Linked DNA regions of Hordeum vulgare: region 1 is linked to region 2. Evidence: chromatin contacts called from public Hi-C data. All regions are on one chromosome and are shown on one strand. The core of a region is the stretch at or near the end of the contact, and the rest is flanking DNA. Distances in the headings are between cores, read along the strand shown. Region 1 has its middle 58 kb from the start of LOC123449243. Region 2 has its middle 160 kb from the start of LOC123449242.

The links. A called contact is a pair of places that touch in the nucleus more often than the background predicts.
Region 1: a Hi-C map of seedling shows a contact between it and region 2, with 4 times the contacts expected there. The contact joins two enhancer-like sites. A contact is called at or near these places in 3 of 6 Hi-C or Micro-C datasets (leaf and seedling).

The regions. Positions count from the first base shown.
Region 1 is chr4H:520,565,432-520,570,727 of MorexV3_pseudomolecules_assembly, forward strand. No RefSeq gene overlaps it. Among protein-coding and RNA genes, the nearest start is that of LOC123449243, 58 kb to the left of the region's middle. Within about 2 kb of position 1,585, at least 3 of the 3 cell types and tissues checked have open chromatin away from gene starts, as enhancers often do. A contact at or near this core is called in leaf and seedling, where this site is marked.
Region 2 is chr4H:520,329,090-520,335,072 of MorexV3_pseudomolecules_assembly, forward strand. No RefSeq gene overlaps it. Among protein-coding and RNA genes, the nearest start is that of LOC123449242, 160 kb to the left of the region's middle. Within about 2 kb of position 2,567, at least 3 of the 3 cell types and tissues checked have open chromatin away from gene starts, as enhancers often do. A contact at or near this core is called in leaf and seedling, where this site is marked.

The DNA.
Region 1 (5,296 bases), core at 335-2,834, 240 kb after region 2:
CTCGCTCCGCTCGCAACCTTGAACCGGACTCGCGGCAAGAGTTATATCTCCGTGCGGATTGGATTGTCAATTTTCGGGTGCTTTTGTGTGGCTGCTCTGGCAGTTACGTTGTGCGACTACCAGTGGGCCGTCTGGTATCGGGCTACAGCAACCGTCCGAGGTCATCCATGTCATGTACGTGTCCGATTCAATGATGGGTGATGGACCCAGCCCGGAACCGATCTCTGATAGTAACAGCCTGGTGGCCGGTGCCGGTGGGGATGAGGAGTTATTCCAAACCGCGTTTCACCGTGCAAAATAAAACAAGTGGAGAAACTACAGCTGACGTTCTAGTTTGGACTGCTCCAGAACTTTCGACCCGAATGACGTTTCGGAACTAGTATTCTGATGGGAGCTTTCTTTTGCACGCGATTAATTTGATGGGATGGCGGGTGGCAAATCAGAAGAAAACGATCAGAATTCACGACTTTAGTAAAAATATATGTGCGCCGTTACATCGTGAGAGACGTCAAAACTTGTATGCAGTGCCAATGATACGGGCACGTATCCAGTGTCACTCGATGCTTCCAGCCCCTAAAATGTCATTTGCCCTTGGGTTTCTATATGGAGTAGAAATAGAATATGTCATCGCTTGCCAGTCAAAACACGATCGAGGGAGGCATGGGGTTAAAATATACTTAGTGGCAGTATCATGAGTATCCAGGCTAGATAGCCCATCGATCCGTCCTAAAATATGCAGACGGTACACGCGGCATCTCCCGCCCCTCACGGCTCACGCGCGTCCTACCCTTGGACGGAGCAGCTCGCTAGCAAATGCACGGCGCGTCCGGACGGGAAGCCGGCCGGTTTCCCGTGACCGAACGGGACGGAACGGGGTGCAGTAATCTAGTCCGACGAGTTAACGCCGGTCACACGCAGCGCATGCCACCGCGCGCGCTCCCATCTGCATCCCGAGCCGAGAGGGGAGTTCAATGTGGCGCCCCACTAGCCGTGACGCGTCGCCGCGCTCCGCATGGCGCCGAGATCCCTGCCGGCCGGCTTCGGCATTCAAAAACAACCGTCGTTTCGAACCTCTCGACCTTGGCTTTTCCCTGATCATCAGTCAGTCTGCGTGTCCATGCCTTGATCTCTGGCTCTCCGGATCGGAGCTGGCGCCACAGCGTGGCTGCCAGACGCAATTATTGAAAGAATGTTCGTCGTGTCCGGTAGGCTGGCTGGCATCCCTGCAGCGGCAGCGTCTGCTTCCTTGGCCAGTGCTCCCTCCCTGCATGCATGCATGTAGCCGTGCGGCTGCTGTGGATCTGGACGCAACTCATTCATGAAACGGGATCCTCAAATCTCGGTCCTCATCGCGTCAGACTGACACGGCGCGACGCGTACTGAGGAGAGATCTGTTCTTGGATGATATCTTACGGAGCGGTGGTACTAGCTAGCTAGCAGATAATAAGGGGTGGATGGTAAGGGGTGGATGCAACCGGCGAGAGCAGGTACGCCTGCGGCGCGTTGGCGGAGCGAGAGCGAGAGCGAGATGGAGGGACCATCCATGTTGCATCCGGGGCGATGGCGGCAGTACTAGGCTGTCTCCCATCATCATTCGGGGTGGATTTGGTTGTGGATATGGTGGTGCAGCCCACATGACGCGCCGGCCGGGCCGGGCGCCCGTGTAACAAGCAAAAGCAAGACTCCCTGCAGACAATCATTGGCCGCAGCGGGTCATGCGTCTCGCTCTCACCACCTCCCTCAATTAGCCAACTGTGGAGCAGAGCAGGGCAACTACGCTGCAGGTCGACGCTTTCTTTCTTTCTTTATTCCCCTTCTCGTAAAAAGAAGAAGAAAAACCGTCTGCTGCCGCTGCACGGCCATGCTCCGCCCCCTGCAACTGTCCACTCCACACCGAATTATTAGCGTTTGCATGGCAAGCTAAGCTTTGGCGTGGAATCCGTGTCAACAGTGACGAGGCATGGCCCCCGGCGCCGGGCAAAGGATATGGCCCGTATCGTATCGTATGGGCCCGTCCCCATCCCCGTCCCCTGCTGACTATTCGTGCCTATCCTGTACGTACATAACAAGGCATGCATGCGGCGGTCGATTGATTCGCGCCTAGTGCAATCAAATCCCGCTTCCAGGTACGTACACGTACGTGCGTACGTGCCGATCCCGTCGAGCTTGACATGAACGTACCGCACTGTACCGGCCGGTAGGGGCGAAAGATCGCCTCCGAGTGGAGCGAGCTGAACTGGCCCGTCACGTACTGCACTGCACCGTCGGCGTCGGGTCATCGCCGCTGATTTGAGGGCGCAAACGGGCGGTTTGCAGCGGAGGGAGGGAGGGAGATCTGGCCGCGGATCATCGCGTTGCCCCCCTCGGCTGCTTTTTGCCGGCGCATCACATCGGGCGAGATATGGGGGATATATGCGGAGCCCGGCCGGAGCTCGATCGGCCGAATCTGGCTGACGATCGGGTCGACCTGCCGACGGCTTGCTTTTGAAAGGATGGAACAGGTGTTTCCGAAATGCAGGATGCATCAGAGGGACGACAGCGCACGGTGCAACGGGGACGGACGGATCCGGTGCTGGCTGCGGTGTGTGGCATCAACGGGTACCAACGTCTGCAGTACGTCCGTGGCGTCTGGTGGGTCAGCCGCGCGCGCTATGGTTGTGAGTCCGACGTAGCGACGGGTCCGTCCTGTCACGGGCAGATCACTAACGCATACGATCCCGTCTGTTGGCTATCCCGCGGCCATGCACGTGGGATAAGCGACGGCTGATCCATCCTGCTACCGACAGCCAGCCATATGGATCGCAAATTCCCACCGGGAGCGATATTATAGCTAACTTATTACTCCCTCCGTCCAAAAATAAATAGTACATCAACTTTATACTAGATTTGGTATAAAATTGTATTGAGCTTAAGACACTTATTTTAAGACCGAGAAAATATATTTACATATATAAGTCAACAAAATTGTGGGTGCGCACGTACGTACATCCAGAGTACATGGAGACGGCGGCAGCTGTTGGCGACGGACGGCCCTTTGATACACCCGCGGTAAGAAGAAGGTTGCTCATTTTCTCCGTTCGGGCACGGTTCATCGCATTGATGTCGTGTGCCGTGTTAAGCGTGTGTCTGTGTATGACAAATCCGGTCACCAACATTTGGACTTGGCAAACCCGGTTCCCTAAACTTTTAGAACATTGTCGGATGGCACCTCAAAAGTCCTACCGGAGAGCCGAACTTCTCGTATCAACACTTGAAAATTCATACATATCGATCACATAACAAAAAAAACGCATCACCAATTCAATAATGCAGGAAAGAAAAGAAAAAAACATGCCAGATGCCAAAATGAAATTCAACGCTCGTGTCTCGTCAACATGATAAATCATTCGTTGGGTGTCATCCGGACCACGTCGGCTGCTACGACCGTCGCTCTCGCCCACTCGTACTCCCTATGCATGCTGATCTTGTTCCTCCTCGCCTCAAGCAACTTCTCGCCTTCCGAATCCAAGCGGTTTGCATCAAAAAAGATTATCCTTGAATCCTTTGTGTCTCGAGCTAGTTGCAAGATTCACGACGGAGCCCGATCGAGTTGTCTAATGCACACGAGAGCTCCCCCCAGAGCTATATGTTGTTCATACTGATTTGTATTAGGCTTGCCATAAGCCGAAGGATTTGACCAGGCCTAATATTGTGCAAGTTTTTTCCCGCTCGGTTTTCTAATCTGGTTTTAATTATTTATGTTGGTCTCCTTCGGGTTTTCTTTCGGTGAATAGGAAAAGCTTGTGTATCATTTTCTTGACAAGAGGTACAACACGTGACACGAACGCAAAGACGTGAGCATGGCAGCAAGAGCATTTTTCTGGAATTACACGGACCACGTGAGCATGGCACCATGAGCATTTTTCTCGCCTTCCGAACGCAAACACGTTCATTGATCTTGAAAAAAGTTCACAAATTTGAAATTATGTTCTCAGATTTTTTTAAAAAGTTCAGCCATTTTAATAAAATCATATATTTTCAAGAAAATTCACAGATTTTTAAAAAAGTTCATTGATTTAGAAAAAAGTTCATGGGCTAAAACACAGATCTGATCTCTAAATGGGATGGCCCATGCGGAGTGCTGCAGGCGCCGGTTAGCAAATGTTTCCTTTAACTGACGCCTGTGGCGCTAAATAGGATTTTCCGCATGACACACACGCGGTGCTTTAGGCGCTGCCTGGTGCTACAGCATTTACTCGCTTGGTTGTATCGGACGGCCCAATAGTTCAACATGTATCAAAAATGTTCAAGAATACTAAAAAATGTTTAAGATATTATAACAATATATTTTAGACTAAACAATATTCAACATCTTTAAAAAAATATTAACAGGTATTTCGAAATGGCAAACGTATCTAAAATTGTTCATGTATTAAACGTAAATAATCCTAAATATCTTTGCTTTTGGGTCAAACAATTTTAGATTTATTTTTAAAAATATACAAAAAAAATAAATTAAAAAGGCAAAAGGAAAAGAGGATTAGGCAATATGAAAAGGATACATAAAAAGTAGTATTACATAACTAAAAACGAAATGATATAAAAAAGTAAAAAAGTAAATACAAAAAACCTATAAGGTGAAAAAATACACATTAGAAAAGATAAAATAGAAACTTGAAATAAGGAGACAAAAAAAATGAGAAAGTAGAACATTGGAAGAAACCATTAAAATGTTTTTGATGAACTGTGTTCAAGTTGATGACACTATTTTCGAAATCCCCTGAATTTTTTCGGATCAGATGAATCAATTTTCCAAATCCGCCGAACTTTCGTCAAAATCGATGAATTTTTTCGGATAAGCTGAAATTTTTTTGGATCTGACAAAAAATTTCTAATTATGATGACATTTTCTCAAATTTGATGCATTTTTTTCAAAATCTATGAACTTTTTTCAAATTCAACGAACTTATTTCAAATTGGATGAACTATTTCATAAAACTGAGGAATAAAATTCAATTTTGTGAAGTTTTTTTAAAATTGATGAACTTCTTTTCAAATTTTTATGAACACTTTTCAGTTTTTGTGATAATTTTTTTAAATTTTATGAAATTTTATTAAAAATCATTGGATTTTTCATGAATAGGCCGATGCATTGAATAGTTTTTTTTCCGGATTCTGTATCACTTAGTCGTCTTGGCGTAGTGGTTGTTATGCTGAGACTACCACAGTTAACACGTGGGTTTGAATCCCAGCTCACGCGTATACTGTCCGAGGATAGTTTTTCTTTTGGCATCGAAGTAGCTGTTGGACCGGCCCA
Region 2 (5,983 bases), core at 1,317-3,816:
GCCATGATATTACTATCCTACGAACCAAAAGGTGACCTAACTGTTATATGAGTAATCTATAAGGATGTCTTTATAGCCAACCTTATAGACAACTATGTTATATGAGTAATTAATAAGGCTAACTCTTCATGACTTGGCCGTTTTATATAACCAGCTATTGGATCTACTATTATCCATGCTCTTAGCTAATTAGCGTTATGTAGAGCGAGCAACTAAAATTATGTCTTGTGTTATCATTGCAAGGATAATTGTAGAGCTTAGTGTTATGCAGAGCGAGCAACTAAAATTTTGTCTTGTGTTATCGTTGCAAGGATAATTGTAGAGCCAGCAACTGTTTTATCACAAATCGTCATAGGTCTTGTGTTATCGTTGTTGTTTTTGTTTATCATCTAAGAGCATTGAATGTTCTTGCCGTGCTTTACAAAAGCTCAAAAATTGTATAATGTCTTCCGGCGATTTGGCTCAGCTAGTGATATTAGCCAAGATGGAACTCACGAAAGGACTGGAATTGATTTTACGTTTCTATTCTCGAACTTTCTGACGAGTGTGAGGTAAAGGGGACGTGCAAAAGTTACAACTTTCTTGCAAAAATCAATGGAAAATCTATGAAGTGAGTCGGAAGCAATTCCATGTTCTCCCCGCACCAACGAATGTCAACTGAGTGAGGTAAGTGATGAGGATGAGAGCAAAAGCAAATGCCGCCAGTCCACTTCCACTCATAACGTGCCATGCATGCATCCCCTTGGGAAAGAAATAAGAGCCAACGTACAAATCATAGATATCAATTACTCCCTCCGTTTCTAAATATAAGTCTTTGTAAAGATTTCACTAATAGACTACATACGGATGTACATAGACATATTTTAGAATGTAGATTCAATCATTTTTGCTTCGTATGTAGACCCTTAGTGAAATCGCTTAAGACTTATATTTAGGAACGGCGGGAGTAGATAAGATCGTCTGAATTGGCTAATAGGCGTGTCATGTCCCTGTTATGCAGATGTGGCAATACAATTTTTTTTTCTGGAGGAACATGTGATGACACTGGAGCAATACGTTGTGCCAACATTTTCACCTTTTTCTTGTAGCTGACTGTGCAGAAAACTTTATGGAAGCGACGAGCAGTGGACATTCATGACTAAATCGCAAGCGGTCCGAAATGAAATCGCTCGTGTGAAAGGTAAAGAAAACGACCACACAGTACGTAAAAGTGATAAAACCAGCCAATTAACTGTTCCTAAATAAGTGGATGTGCGTGCGAGTGAGTAGGACGATGGACCTACTCTTTTTTTGAGGCCAGAACCCTCCAACTACGTCTCTCCTCCCCCCCAAAAGTCGGCCAATAGTGCGTGTGACAATTGGACACAATCATACACGGCAGCACCCTGAAAATCATGGCCATGCACGCACGGGCAAGGCAGCTGCGCGGCCAATGAGGGCGCGTTAGACGCCGGAGAGTGGATCAGACGCACTGCACACGCACAGTGACCCGTTTGCCAAGTTGGGCCGACAGGGAATAATCATTAGTCCATATATGGAGGAAGAAAAGTCGGTGCACCATGACGCGTGCAAGCACCGCTGGATCACACACACAGGCACAGCGCCGTTAGCAAAGAGGAAACTCGCGACTGGTCGACAGCCAGCACCAAGCAGCAGCAAGCAGGGAGGCTTTCTATGGTGCCCAGGCTATCTATCTATGGTTCTAGAGCGTCATCAGAAACTAGTAGTATTATTGTGGAGAGAGGAGGAGAAATGGAGAAAGGTGGTCGTGTCCGGATTTTGGATAGGGACTATGTGGTGATTTGGAGTTGGAGGGCAAGACGAGAAAGTTTGCTGCAGCGAGCAGGCAGCCGGCCAACATCGGTTGTTGGAGGCGGGCCGTTATGTTTGTTAGTCAAGCGCAATCATGCCACGGCCACTCCGTCGACTTGTTTTGTGGTATTCTTATTTTCGTCCAGTGGCAGTGGGTCTCATTTCTTCTCTGTCGTGACAAAGATGGCACGGTCGTCTGGTTCTGAAATGGGGCTTAGCGTCCTTGTTCCGGTGAGATGATCATGATTACGATGGAGTCTTGGCTGTGGTTGGGGCCTAGCGCAATCAGGGCTACTCCATGCATCCATCCATCGCAAATGCTTTTGTGTCCATGTGTGTCCCCTTTAATTCTTCAAATATTAGAGCATCTACAATCACAGTCGGTAATTATGACCCCTCAAACGTCATACAATTTGGCTGTGATTACGATGGGGTCTAAGCCGGATATAAGTGACCCGGTTCTAGATGGGCTTAGAGTGGTTGTTTATATTAGCTGTGTCCTGATTGAATTGTTCCTCTTCAAGAATGCTCCAGGGACGTGATTTCTTTCTAGCCTCATTTTCGTACTCTACCCCCTTTAAATACTTAGTGCTATTGTGTGTGCTATTGTGTGTGTGCTATTGTGTGTTACCGCTGAACAAACGACGAAGAAGTTGATGCAGAGTTGTGAAGCGCAGATGATCCAGCCGTACGTGCAAGCTTGCATGCACCAAATCGTAATCGATAATATCATCATCATCATCCATCCCTTCAAAGGAATCGCGTGCGCCCCCACATCGGGATAGCCAAATCATTCGTGGGTGCCACCCTATCTGCTCCCGTCCCACGTGTCAGCACGCTAACCGGACGAGCCAGCGGCCGACACACATCGCTTGCTCCGTCCGGCAGTTTCTGTTTTCTTCGTTTCCCTTCCTCCCTTTTATCTTCTTCTTTTTTTCTCTTTTTTATTTCTTTTTCCCCTTTCCTTTTCCTTTTGAGAGATCCTTTTCTTTTGGGAATAAAATGAAAATGATGGATCTTGGTTTTCTAGTTGTTGATAGTGATGCTCTCAAAAAGTCTTATACTCCCTCCGTCAGAGTTTAGAAGGCATGCACGTCTATCTAAATCATCAATTTGACTTATATAAAATATATTATTTAACATAAAAGTTACATCATTAGAAAATAGAACATCTAAATTTTTTAATGATATATTTTTTGTTATATATGCTTCTCATTAAGTTGCTCAAATTAACGACCTAGATATATGTGCCGGACTTATAAACTGAGACGGAGGGAGTATTCCCAAATAGTTATAATCCACCTGACTATTTTCCCTAGATATTCAATTTTGCCACATAAATAAGTCATGCATGCAAGTTACTCCCTCCGTTCCTAAATATAAGTCTTTTAAGCGATTTTACTAAAGGACTACATACGGAGCAAAATGAATGAATCTACATTCTAAAGTATGTCTATATACATCCGTATGTAGTCATCTAGTGAAATCTCTAAAAAGACTTATATTATGAAACGAAGGGAGTATAAATTATACTTTCTCAGTTCTTAAATATAAGTTTTTTTAGAAATCTTATTATAGACTATATACGATGTCAAGTGAGTAAATCTATATTTTAAAATATTTCTATATACATTCATATATAGTATATAGTAAAAAAACTCTAAAAGATCTAACATTTAAGAACATAAGGAGTACGTATTTTTTACACTACTATATGCATGCAATGCCGCCACATCAACAATTCATGCATGCTAGTCATAAGTTATTTTCTGCATTGACAATATATGTGTTGGACGATTGCAGCATACTCCCTCCAATCCTCAATAGTCCGCGTATAAAAAAGAGTTCCATTTTTCTCAATATGTTGCGTCTTCACAGCCAATCTTTTCATCTGTGCCCCTGTTTGTTCGGTTTCGTTCCTTTAATTTAGGAGGAAGATGGAAAGCACACATGCATATATAGTGGTTGTTGGTTGGCGACATGCGGAATGCTTGGAGTTACAACTCAGCTAGATATTCATGGAGTAGTGCCCGTGATTCTGGGGTAAAAGTAAAGTTTTTTATCTGGTTGACTCTCCTTGGATTTTTTCACGATTTTGACCCATGAGATGAAAGTATTGCACGAAATGAATTCTGATTGAAACCATTTCACGATCTGACCTTTTTTGAAACGCCAGAGCCCGTGGTGTTGCAGACGCACATAGAAACGCCAGTCTAATGTGGCGTTGCAGACACACTCAAACGACAGTCTAATGTGGCGTTGCAGACCCACTCAAATGCGAGTCTAATGTGGCGTTGCAGGCCACGCGTGAAACGCCATGGTCCATGGCGTTTCAGCAGTACACATGTTGCTGGCAGCATGCCGTGGGCTGGCTGGATGTCGTCGCTGCGTTCCATAGTGGGTCTGCAACGCCAGCACTGTTGGCGTTTCACAATGGGCCTGCAACGCCACATTAGACTGGCGTTGCAAGAAAGAAAAAACGCCACGATAGACTGGCGTGTCACTGTTGGGCAGCAACGCCAGCACTGTTGGTGTTTCACAGTAGGTCTGCAACGCCACTTTAGACTGGCGTTGCAAAAAAGAAAAAACGCCACGGTAGACAGGCGTGTCACTGTAGGGCAGCAACGCCATGGTAGACAGGGGTTGCATAGTGGGGCAGCAACGCCACTGCTTGTGGCGTTTCTAAAAGGGTCAGATCGTGAAATGCTTTCAAATCTGGTTCATTTTGTGTTCATGTTTAGAAAAAAGGTTAAAATAGTGAAAAAATCCACTCTCCTTGGCATGCGGGCCACGACTTAGAGCAGGGACACCAGTAGAGCTAGGTGTCGGCTGTAAGCTCATGTCATGTCACCTATAACCCATCTTATAGCTAACATGTATAATAGTTGATTAGAAGAGTGTACTACTTATTTATTATATGACACACCTTTCATTCTCACAAAATACCTAGGAGCACGTGCTAGAGCTGGCTCTTAACTAAGTGCCCGCTTACCTTCTCTCTCCTCGAACTAAGCAAAAATATACTACTTTATTCCTTATAGCCAGCTGACTCAACTCTATTGTACTTGCTCTTATAGCAAAGTAAATGGGCCGGAGAGAGTACCTACATGGTCCACCATTCATATTTTCGTTAGACATCTTTTTAAACTTCAATTCATTTTTGTACCTTTGTATTTTTTTTACTTTTAAGCTTACATTTGCTTTCCGTTAGATTTAGAAAATTTTATAACAATTTTATGCATTTCCTTTAGCAAGGTTCCTACATACATATGGAGGGCATCATCTAGTTATCTTAGAGAGTTGTGCATGTGTTTGTTTACAACAACAAGTTGGATAGGCTAAAGTTAGAACTCATAAGATCTGAAAAACCTATAGGTGGAGATATCGCGTGCAAGTGCCGCTCGTAAGATAGCTAACTTACACAGCCTGTCGCGGGTATAAGTCTGACAGTAGATGTATAGGGTACAAAAGGATGGGCAGAGCCTTAGCTACGGCGAGGTTGTATGAGTTCAGGCCCCTCTGCGGTGGAGGTAAAAGCCCTACGTCTCAGTGCTCTTGGGAGCTTAGTGTCGAGTGGAATATAGGATTACAGTAAATGCCAACCCCTGCACCAGTGAGGAAGGGCGGCTTATATAGAGTGCGCTGCCCTTCACAACGGTCCGGTGGACAGGGGTGGAGTAGTGGTGAATAAATGCATACGTTATAGGTAATGTATGTCTTAAATGTTAATAATGGTGTATGAAAACGTACGACCGTTACCCTCCCGGGAGGTTACGATGTACAGAGTGGAATTCAGTCGGTACGATAAATACGCTCTCAATGCTCGTCACCGACTGGATGATGGGGGGTCCTTAGTTCAGTCAGAACTGTCTAAGGGCCTTGCCCTCTGTGAAGGGTAGTGCTTGGGTAGGACCTATAGGGCAGGCCTATGACCCTACCCTGGGACTATAACCCCATCATTAGTCCCCGAATGGATCGGGGTTGGGACGACGAAGTGGTACCTGGAGTACGGATCCGACTGGTATGGATGTGACTTTGGCGTTGTTAGCCTCGATCCATTTTATCCTTTCGACCAATGATCCGAGTGAATATACCAGTGAAACGAACCGTCAGGGACCGAGTGCTTTCGCGGAATCTTTCAATGTGACGGTCAAACTGACAGCGGCGGATT